2 separate regions of the Zea mays genome follow, and region 1 is linked to region 2. Evidence: chromatin contacts called from public Hi-C data. All regions are on one chromosome and are shown on one strand. The core of a region is the stretch at or near the end of the contact, and the rest is flanking DNA. Distances in the headings are between cores, read along the strand shown.

Evidence for each region. A called contact is a pair of places that touch in the nucleus more often than the background predicts.
Region 1: a contact with region 2 is called in a Hi-C map of ear, with 2.2 times the contacts expected there. The contact joins the promoter of LOC100192924 here to the enhancer-like site in region 2. A contact is called at or near these places in 2 of 25 Hi-C or Micro-C datasets (ear and tassel).

What each region holds. Positions count from the first base shown.
Region 1 is chr3:119,454,817-119,460,170 of Zm-B73-REFERENCE-NAM-5.0, reverse strand. LOC100192924 reads right to left here and starts at 2,030. Exons shown (of 3, transcript NM_001138108.1): 1 at 1,632-2,030; 2 at 1,134-1,469; 3 at 423-1,011. The coding sequence starts at 1,906. The coding sequence ends at 930.
Region 2 is chr3:119,125,324-119,131,260 of Zm-B73-REFERENCE-NAM-5.0, reverse strand. LOC100272360 reads right to left here. Exons shown (of 12, transcript NM_001146843.1): 4 at 5,027-5,104; 5 at 4,294-4,489; 6 at 4,189-4,219; 7 at 4,051-4,109; 8 at 3,896-3,969; 9 at 3,550-3,636; 10 at 3,366-3,427; 11 at 3,258-3,286; 12 at 2,595-2,905. The coding sequence ends at 2,813. Among protein-coding and RNA genes, the nearest start is that of LOC100272360, 13 kb to the right of the region's middle. Within about 2 kb of position 2,255, at least 7 of the 20 cell types and tissues checked have an H3K27ac peak or open chromatin away from gene starts, as enhancers often do. A contact at or near this core is called in ear, where this site is marked.

The DNA.
Region 1 (5,354 bases), core at 781-3,280, 330 kb before region 2:
GGCTCTGCAAGTGTGCAGCACCCAGATTTAGCCCTCTCTCTCTCTCTCTCGCTCTTCGCCAGAGATCAAGACCAAGACCCAGACCCAGACCCAGACCCAGACCAGAGCATTGGTTTCTGTTGAGCCTTAACCAGCTCTGCCTTCTGGTTTCTGACCATGCCCGGCCGGCCAATTTGGTAGCTTTGCCTGCCTGTTACCCGACCTGGCAAGGTGCCAAGTGTGGTGCAATGGCGAAGCAAGCTTTTCCTGGATCTTGAAAATGGTGGCCTAGCTTATAGCTTGGGCATATGGCATGTGATGATGTGAATACATTCGTAAGGAACACTAGTTCCTCGATCGTGTTATTCGGATAGATAACTCAACTCACCAGGGACAGAGAGGAAAACAATTCCTCCCCTGCAATTTCAACACTCGCAATTACAGAAGCAACGACCAGGCTGCTGATCGATAGATAGACAATAGACTGATAGACAAGAAAGAAGAGTGATCTTTGGCTTTGTACAACCACGCATCATGGAGATTCAACTCGACTCTCCACTCCTTTTGCATGTCTTGCTAAACACACACACACACACCCCTACAAGGGGCACAAAAGAAAAAGAACAAAGCGACCACACATCATTCCACGCATGCACAAAGCTTCCCTCTCTCTCTCTCTCTCTCTCTCTCTCTCTCTCTCTCTCTCTCTCTCTCTCTCCTTCCAAGCAAGCAGCTTCATCTTTCGCCTCGCCATGTCTCTGGTTTGCTGCTAGCTGCTGCTCCATTGTTGGCACAGACAATGCTAGGGGAGAAGGTACATAATACTCAACACCACACGCCCACACCCATGCAGGGACGCCTTGGAGAAGAAATAAGACCCCAAAAGAACAAAAGAATTTGCTGGCGCATGCACGCACGCACAGCACAAGCATGCGATAGACGCCTCATCATCAGTTGTTCTTGGCCGAGCCGAGCCCTCTCGCTTCAGACCCTTTCATGATCCTCAGCCTCTTGCAGGTGCTGATGAACATGCTGCAGAGACAAAAGTAGAGGAAAAACCAACGAATCAGATACCGTCGTCCAAATATATATAGACGTACACAATCTCCATGCATATCAAATACTAGTATATATGTTTGGCAAGCACTTATTACCCGAAGGGCACGTCGCCGACGAGCATGAGGTCGCCGTCCTTGTCCTCGTAGGTGACGGCGAAGTCGGAGGGGTTGACGGCGGGCGCGTCGGCGGCGCCGGAGAAGCAGAGGAACATGGCCTCCAGCGCCTCCCGCAGCTCGCGGTAGCCCTTGTACATCTTGAGGTCCACCTTCCTGAGGTAGGGGGCGCCGTCCATGCTCACCTTCACGAACAACCCGCCGGCGGCCGGGGCCTCCTCCGCCAGGGCTGCCGCCGGCTTGTTCTTGGCCGCCGCCTGCTGCTGGAAGCAGCTCTTCCTGTACGACCTCACCGGCGGCCATCCCACCAGCTGAGCCCTGCGCAAGGACGGTGCGTGACGTGAGCCGCTGCATGTGCGCGCCAGGAGTTGCACGCTGCTCTGCTTGCTGCTGCAGACCTGATCTGCGCGCGCGCGTGCGTGCGTGGTGACCGTGAACTAACCGAAGCATCGAATCGCTAACGCTGTAGTCGCTACTCACTTGGCGGCCGGCGGCGGCGCGGCGTCGGCGTCGGCGTCGGTCTCGCAGTCGCGCTTCTTGGGCGCGTCCTCGGGCCCGCTGCTGGCGACGACGTCGCGCTTCTTGCCTCTGGGCGTGGACGGCGGCGGCGGTGCCGCCTTGTGCTGGGGCTCCTCGGCCTCCTCCTTCTCCTCCGTGCCCGGCAGGCCAAGCCTGAGCTCCGTCGCCCTGAGGCTGTCAACGTCGTCGTCGGCCTTGAATCCGTAGCTCGCTGCCGATGCTGCGGCGACCTCCATTGGCGTGTCTTCTTGCTTCTTCCGCACGGCCCGCGTGGGCAATAAAGGCGGTGGTTGCAGCAACCGGCGTCGAGAGGCCGACGAGCTGCGCTGTGCTCTGTCTTGGTCCTTGCTGGTGGTGCCCTTGGCGCTGTGCGTGTGGTTTGGCCGGCGTGATGTTTTATAGAGAGGTGAGGCCTGAGGGAGGGGCGTGTGGGCGTGCGAGGCCCCGCCACCGCCACACACACGTGCCAGAGGTCACAGGCCAGGCCAGAGCCCAGCCATGCGCCGATGGGTGTGCGTGTGGTGCGCGTACAAACCGCTGGGGTGGGTTGCGGAGCAGGGTGCAGCCGTCGGTGGGCCTGCCAGGCCGACCAGGGACAGGCCGGCCCGCCCACCCGCCCCCACACTCCGCCAGTGGCCATCGCGGGCCCCACGGCTTATCCGTCGGGTCACGGGTTAGGCGGCCCATCGCATTCGCATGCGTGTACATACATACTGCCGGGCGGGCGGGTTGTGGACGCACTTCGCAGGCTCCGATCCGATGACCAAAAGCTACATACACTCGGGTCTTGAGGTTCTTTCTGACCGTCTTCTCGACATGGATTTTATTACAGCAATGCAAGGATGAACCCTAAAGCCCGGTCTCTGCCGGGCGCCAAACGAGCGAGTTGAGTATACGGGCCGGCACCCGAATCCATGCACTACTACAAGGATGCCGCTATGGTTGTTACTAACAATTATAAATAGGCAGGCAGGCATGACATGATTAGGACGCATGCGATCATGCATTATTAGAGATATATCGGGGAGCATCTTCGATTCTAATCTGCACATACAATACAATACTATCTATACTCTCTCTCTCTCATCTCCCTCTTCTATGGCCATGCATCATGCATCCATGCACCCCCGTACATACGTTCTTTCTCCTCTTCCCACTAGGCCTTAGCCTGTCCCTTCTTTCTCGAGCCTTCTCGCTTTCTTTAGGTTTGTTGGTTGGCTGGCCAGTGGGGCCTACCTAGGGCAGTAGCCCTAGTGGGGGGGGGGGGGGTGGCTTGTTTATTACCCAGAAAACACGCCTCGCGAAAGCATCGTTAAGCCGCTAACGACAGATATGCCTTGCTTATATAATTTCTATCTCTCTTTGGATACCGCATGCATATATATATATCGGAAAGGATTGTTAATTTTGCACACACAGATAGTGATGTTCCTTTAGCTAACCACTAAATAAAGCTCCTCTTTTTCTTGTTTTGTTTTGTTGTGTGGAACACACACCAGCATGCATGGTCCCCCCCTTCAGGTAAGCTATGATTTTATTTGGTGATGGGATCGATGTCATACTGCGGTGGTCCAGACGCAGAAACCTCTGGAAATTGTCGTCTGATTTGGATTACCTTGTCGTTCATCCTTGCTTTGGATGACTTGCGCTAGATATATGGACCAATTGGGCAGTTCAAATTCATTCCAAATTAACCTTCAGATTATATAGTTTAGATCTTGTGAGCTGTTTTTACTCCCCTCTCCCTATCCTGATCAGTACGTAATAATCCACCACATCGGTTTACTAAAAGATATATGTAATGTTAGATTCTACGGTGTCTAGTATCGATTCCTAAGCTCCTATCCTCAATGACGAGTAGATTTATTCTACTTAGAGGCATAAGGAAACATACATTCATCGTTGTTGTTAACGAGTCCCGCGAGGTGGTGGTGGAGAGGTGTCGTTGTCGTCGGCGTCACCTCCATTTCCCCATGCAGTGGAACAGCGGGTAGCAAGATCCGAGTCGTTTTAGGCAAGTACTAGTATTGGCTTTCCTGCGACCCTTAATCCTTTATACAGTGTTGTGTGACCGGGGGACCAACTAAGGTTAGCGTGGACCCCCAATCAAGGGCCCGATTAAGGAGATGGACAGTTGGGTTAAGCCCAATCCAGTCACTATGACCGGCTGTAGAGGACACATCCAACAATCTCCCCTTTGTTCTCTACATTCCTTATAGTCAACTTTTCTGGATTCCGTCCCTTGACAAGTTTACACATAGAGACCAATGCATGACAATGACCGATTAAGTATCACCGTACTCATTGACTACAACATGCTCCCCTGCTTCAGAAAAAAAAGATACTTTATTAGGTTGCAATCTGTAGCCCCTGTGATTCAAGATCATAGGCACTTCCTTAAACCCATGCCGGTTACGTAATGTGTTAACACGTTGGGTAGAAGGCCTTTCGTGAGCGGACCCACTAGCATCTACTATCTACTGTTATGCTCAACTTTTATGATTTGATCCTGAATCTTCTTCTTAACAACATAACACTAAATGTCAATGAACTTAGCAACGCCACTTGACTTGTTGTTATAGGAGTAAAATACTGATGGCTCATTATCGCAGTAAATTATCAGTAGTCTTTCTATGCTATCAACCGCTCTTAATCCGGGTATGAATTTTTCATCTATATAGCATGCCCATTTGCCGCATACATGGCTACAAACTCAGTGTGCATTGTTGACGATGCATTTGTTGTCTGTTTGCAACTCTTATAAGAAATAACTCCTCCAGATAGTGCAAATACATACCCCGAAGTAGACTTCGGTGTATCTCTACAACATTCTCAATGAGCATCTGCATAGCCAACTATTCGTAGGGAACTAGATCTTCTGTATGTTAGCATGATACCATTTTAGTACCTTGTAGGTATCGTAGGTACCTCAGAGCCTTCTTGTCTGCTTTACAGTGTTCTATGCTTGGGTTGATCTGATATCTCCCAATCATCCGGTAGTAAATTCTAAGTCAGGGCGAATATATATTTTGAGCATACATAATGCTTCCGATAGTAGAAGCATATGGTACTGACTTCATCTGATCTTTTTGACACTGATAATTCCCAAACTTATCACCCTTGACTATTGGCGCATGCGTGGCCTTACACTGATGCATACTATACTTCTTTAGTACTTTTCTATGTATGACTTCTGTGAGAGTCCTAATACTCCCTTATGTCTACCTCTGTGAATTTTTATTTATATAACATAAGAGGCTTCTCCCCTGTCTTTCATTTCAACTTTATAATAGTCTGATCAATGATTTCAAGTCGTCCGATTAATCGTGATTAGTTGTGATTAGTCGGGCAAGTCAGTTTTGTTGATGCAACTAGGAAGTCCAACCTGATCTGCCCGATTAATCTTCTGGTCGTCCAACTAATCGTCGACTTAATGCGATTAGTCGTCCAATTTGGGTGGGGATGACTAGGATCTGTTTTTGTCGTGGACTCCTGGTTGTGGCCCAATTTGGGTGGGAACGACTAATGGGCTGGTAATAGGGCCCATCAGTGTTAGGGTTTAGTAAAACTGGTTGCTACCCTTTGCCCCTCTCCCTATTCTACCAACAAACTGTTTGATTCTAGCAGTTGCCCTCTCCTTGTTCCTCAACGACGGCTGCCCACTCCTTGCTCCTCAATGGCTGC
Region 2 (5,937 bases), core at 1,006-3,505:
GAAGGTCACACTGTTGCTGAGTATGATTGCGCCCTTCTGGCTGCTGATTATGGACCAACGGTGGTTGTGGTGGCAACTGAGGCCAAGAAGTTCAGGAATGGCTTGTCGAAGCAACAGAAGTCATAGGTTGTTGATTGCCTACGTATTCTGGGATGTATGGAGAATAACACGAAGCAGTGTGAAGGACTTGATTCGGCTGACTCTGTCGCGCCTTGGCTTCAGCAATTTCCTTTTGCTTCTGAATCGTGACCTGGCATGTCCTTGTTGTGTGGCCCTTGTCCTCGCCAAAAAAAAGGCAGTACAACTTTCTAGGTTGATTGTCGAACCTTCCTCCACTGAAACTCCTTCCTCCTCTGCCTCTCGGAGCTGGTGGTCTGAAAGAAGTCTGTTGCATGCTCGAAGACTGAGAACTGTGATGGTTATGCTGAACATTGCTAGCCCTTTCATCATTAGCATTGGAGTTATGAATTGATCGTACATGCCTGGGATGAAGTCTCCCTCCAAAGCCCCTGGTCATTTCAGAAAACCTGTAAGCTTCCTCCCTTATTTGGCAAAAATCATTATCGGCCTGGATGTACTCATCCATTTTCTGAAGGAGCTTCTCCAGGGTTTGTGGAGGCTTCTTGACAAACTATTGGGCTGTAGGTCCTAGCCGAAGTCCCTTGATCATGGCTTCAATGACAATTTCATTGGGCACTGTGGGCACTTGTGCTCTCAGACGCAAAAACCTTCGGACATACGCCTAAAGATACTCCTCATGGTCTTGTGTGCATTGAAATAAAGCCTGAGCAGTTACTGGCTTCGTCTGAAACCCTTGGAAACTGGTAACTAGCATATCCTTGAGCTTCTGCCATGATGTAATTATTCCAGGCCGAAGGGAGGAGTACCATGTTTGGGCCATGCTTCGGACTGCCATGACGAAGGACTTTGCCATGAAGCGGTGTTGCCCCCATACGAAGATATTGTTGCCTCGTAGCTCATCAAGAATTGCTTTGGATTCAAGTGTCCGTCATACATGGGCAACTGGGGTGGCTTGTAAGATTGTGGCCATGGGATAGCCTGCAATTCTGCTGCCAGAGGAGAAGCATCATCAAAAGTAAAGTTATCATGATGAAAGTCATCATACCATTCATCTTCGTTGAATAAGCTCTCTTGACGAAGCTCCCTATGCTGAGGCCTTCGGTCCTGGCCATCCTGAGTAAGATGACGCATTTCTTCAGCGGCTTCGTCAATCTTTTTCTGAAGGTCGGCTAGCCAGACCATCTTCTCCTTTTTCCTTTGCACTTGTTGATGAATGGCCTCTAGGTCCCTGATTTCCTGATCAATTTGCTCCTCTTGAAGAGTTGGACTGGTGGGCTTTCTCTTTTGGTTCCTAGCCTCTCGCAGAGAGAGCATCTTGATTTGTATCCATTGGTTGTAGGGCAGCCCCTGGCACCGTTGCCTTCTCCGGTGGCATGTCGAAGATGGATGCTCTTCCGAAGGTTGTGGAAGTGAGTTCACCGGAGGTGTGCGCCAATGTTGGTCATTTGTTCTCAAATGTTATAAATCAAGAACAAGGCAACACAATTGTTAATGGAAAAGACCTTCGTCCTTCGAAGCATTATTTCCTGTTGGATATAATGATCTTCAGACGAAGGTCATGAAGGACACATCTTCATCATTTTATCATATGAAAATGAATATAAATAAGAAAGTGAAGGAATACAGAGGAATATAGAGGAATGAAGATAATAATTGTTATATATCAATAATTCATTTATTATCATCTTCATTAAATATGAATAAGCATTAACGATATTCATATTATAATGGTACCTTCAGCTTGCCAAAAGGTGGGAGAGCGAGAATGGCGCGAGTGCGATTACAATCCAGCGTGCACAGTACGATGTTACTGTTTATCTATTTATAGGCACGGGACGCAGTCCGGATAAAAGTACATTTATATCCCTGTGCCTATAATCCTAACATGAATTATTGAGGACTATAAGGTCTTTAGCCCCTTTCAGTCATCTTCGTGTTTAAGCTTCGTCAATATGTTAAGTCGAAGGTCCTTAGCCTATAGCTTCGTCGACCACTCTTTATCTCCCTTTATTCCGTCATAAGAGAAGTTCTTCATCCCAAAGCCAAAGCTTATTGTAACTATTCATAATCATGCCGTCGGACATTGCACATTGTATTGGGCCACTAAAAGGCTGTTGGGCTGTATTGTTGTCCATGTGTTGATCTGAAATTACAATTTTGCATGTTGCATGCCGCCGGACAACGAATCATTGCCATCCTCCGAGCGTGTGGGCGAAAAAAAAACGCGGCAACGACTGTGTGGCGTCGGCGCAGATGGATTGGGGAAGAATTGGAGTCGCGAAAATTTGAGGGAAGGCAGGGGTCGGATGCGGTACGTCCGGATTTTTGGAGGAAATTGAGGGAACTGTTGGACGATATATTTTTATGTTTTGAAGCCTAAAACGAGTTTTGGGATATGTTTTGGTCGCCTCTTGGAGCTGCTCTGGCCTGTGATCCTAGACATTTTGCTCCTTCGATACAACAATAAAGCTCCTAATATCTTCTACAGGAACAAAAATATGACATTGGACACAAATCTGAAGGGTGTTTCTATTAAAAAATGTCAATAAATTACTTAACAATCCTCCACGGTACATAGTGAAGGAATATCTTATTACATGCAACACAATCACCATGAAAATTTGAAACAGGCATTCAGCTTATTATATGTACAGGAATCTCCACGGAAACAGCCCACAACAACCTCCAACTCTAGAACCACAATGCTATTTCCTATTGAAAGAATTGAACACTAGCTTGAGAAGTCTACTGATCTGATCACAAGGTCAGCATTCTTCCTTGATTCCAGGATAAGCTCTGCATTCGGTCGGTCGTTGTAGGAGATCTGATTCACAAGAACAATTTCAAGATAATAACTGGCAAAATTCAGAAACTGAGCATTGAGGAGAATGACAGGGCATCAGCATTGACAGCTGAACATGATTAACAGAAGAAAAAAATATCCACAATAAAATTGCTGTAAATCTATAACTTTCTTCTAGGAAAATCAATCGATAAAAACAATTCTAAAAAGCTAAGGGGCATCATTTTGGTCGATTGGTGTAAATGGTTATCGAGGTAAAAAAAAGTTCTTGAAAGGAACCATAGTGCAGTTTTATTTGAATTCATCTACGCATAAATATGCATTCTTCATTCTTGTGTGTGGATAGAAAAGCAGGGTTAGGCAAGATAATTACCCTCCATGCTGCTACATCTGGCTCTTTTCCTGACAAGAGAAACAAAACAAACAATGAATATGTGACATAAATAATATAGTGCTGGAATGTGAATGGATTAGAGCAGACCGGTTGCAATATGTCTCTTGAGCACTCTTTGCATGGAGATATCAATGTCAATGTCAATGAACCTAAGAAAGTAATTTGGCCATTAGAAACTACTATTTTCACACCAAAGTCGAAAAGATGATGAAGGGACATTAAAAAAAGTATGTATTACTGCAAATTACAGTTGCGGAGTCTGCATACTCACCATTTCTCATCAAACAAGTCTCTAATTTCGGTCCAAACATCTTCTTCCAGTAACAGATAGTTCCCTTCAACTATCACTATTTTGTGCCTGCCAAAGTCATGATAATTAACAATCAGTAAGTGTCACACTCGGACCAGTACTTAAAAGTAACTGAAGCATTGTGGAAAGATGGTATCAATGCTGGCATGCAGTCATTGCACATGGAAAGAGTTACAAGATACAGGTACAATCTCATATAGGAAGATAGAAGAAAGGCAACAAGAAATCTAAGTTGTACGGTGCTAAATTAAGTTGATCCAAAAGATTTTATGACTCAAGCAATACATTTGAATCCAATCTAACTTACTGTGGCTTTACAAATATGTCATTCTCAACTGGGTCGCCAACACCATGATCAAATGATGGAGCATAAACTGAACCCTACAAACCAAGATGTTTAGAGGATCAGATTAAATAGCATGCAGTATTCAAGAATTTGTATTGCAGGGCACTGGTAGATACCTCTGTTCTTAGTGTATGTAGACATTTCAGAAACAGTGATGGATTGAATGTCCAGGGTGCTAAAATCAATAACTATGATGTTAGTATTTACCTAAATACAGTTTAAATGAAACAGATTAAACAGAGAATATTAGGCACCTCCTCTTCTTGCATGTGCTTCTTTTGGATCCTAAAGGTACAAATATGTTAATAATTTTAGAAAGAACCTAAAATTTAGATATGGTTCACTCAAAGGTAACAAACCTCCATTGCATCAAGCTGGGCACGATAAAGGTGGAAACCATCCATTGGAAGCATTGCAGCAATTTCCTTGGTAGGAAGCGGTGCTCCACTACCCTTTGTGTGCTTCTGGGACCAAAATGTATTAACACGTCGAACAACTTCAGAGGCAACTGTGGACTTGCCAGCACCAGGTGGGCCAGCTAGACCAACAATGTATCTGTCAGAGCAGTAGAATCAATTCTTTAGCAAAACATTACTCAAGAACCTTCCTTAATAAAATGTTCCAGCCATGTTTAAAAATTTGTTAAAATGATAATTTTCAAATTTAGCACTGGCAAAAAGATCAGAGAAAATCAAGAAAGGAAAGCAAACACCCAAAAATGATCTATACCGAGAAGAATCCTTGCTATGCTTTGAATAGCAATTAAACACATCCATTATTTGAAATTTCTTCTCATATTGAGCAGATCTATCCATTACCAAGCTAGGTATCTGAACAATCGCTATAAATTCTCTTGGAAGCAAATTAGTAGTTTAGTATTCCAGATGACCAAAAAAAGGTTAGACAATATAAGCCAATTCTGTTAAAAAAACAAAAATCAAGGTTGAAAGCAAATAGACTACAGTTGTGACTGACAAGGTTCAAGAACTAATATTCAAAACCAAAAAAGCATTGATCACTGCAAATTTGCAATAGAAGAACATGATCACACAATAATCAATGTCCTAAACAGAATCAACAGGAAAGCCTTACTTTGAATCAAGATGTTCAATATTCTTCAAGACCGAAAGAAGGTGTTCAGCCAAAGTGTCATATACCTCCTCCATCGACCTTCAATTTTAACATCATTTTTTATCAGTATGCAATTATATATCCAATAGTATAAACATCTACTAAGTACTAATGATGATCAAAGTTGAGAAGATCAAGCAATTACAGATATAACCCTTCTGTTTTCACACTGATTGGCCCAAAACAGGCCTAAGCAAAGAAACCATGACAAAGGAACAAGATGCAAGCTGGTCATGGATACAGAGACATGTAGAAAGCATTGCAACATATGATCCAGTTTGAATCAATGGTCCAAAAAGAAAAGGGGTAGTAATGGCCTCTTCTTAAAAACAATAAATGTGCACCAGCTCATGCAAAAAGTGAAAAACTATCGATTTGTTTATTTTTATAGTTGATGGCATCAGCTAATTTTCTAATCATTTCATAACTATCACTTCTGAAAAGTCAGATGTTCAGCAGGTTCTTCTGGGAATCTGTATATCGGAGAAAGATGATGAAATTTGCTAGGTAGAACATGGCCGCAGGGTGAAATATGGCATTATCAATGTGGAAGTTAACACACTATTATGTCAACTAATATGATACTCAATGACTGGCAAAAAATTCAAATAGGTTGTACAGTTGTCAGAAGACAATGCAAAACTAACAATCCTAAGTTTTATTTCATGGTGCAACCTATTTTCCCAGCTGACCTGCCTGGTGCAAAGGCCAATGATTCTTAACTAGATCCAATATTTTCTCATAAATGACTAGTGTTGTTGGGGACTTGTTCTCAAATGCTATGCCTTGACAAAGGTTGTATTCCGAGAGATGTGATTGCAAAAATCAGAATGCGTGAACAGTAACGGAATACTGTTCACTATTTATAAGCA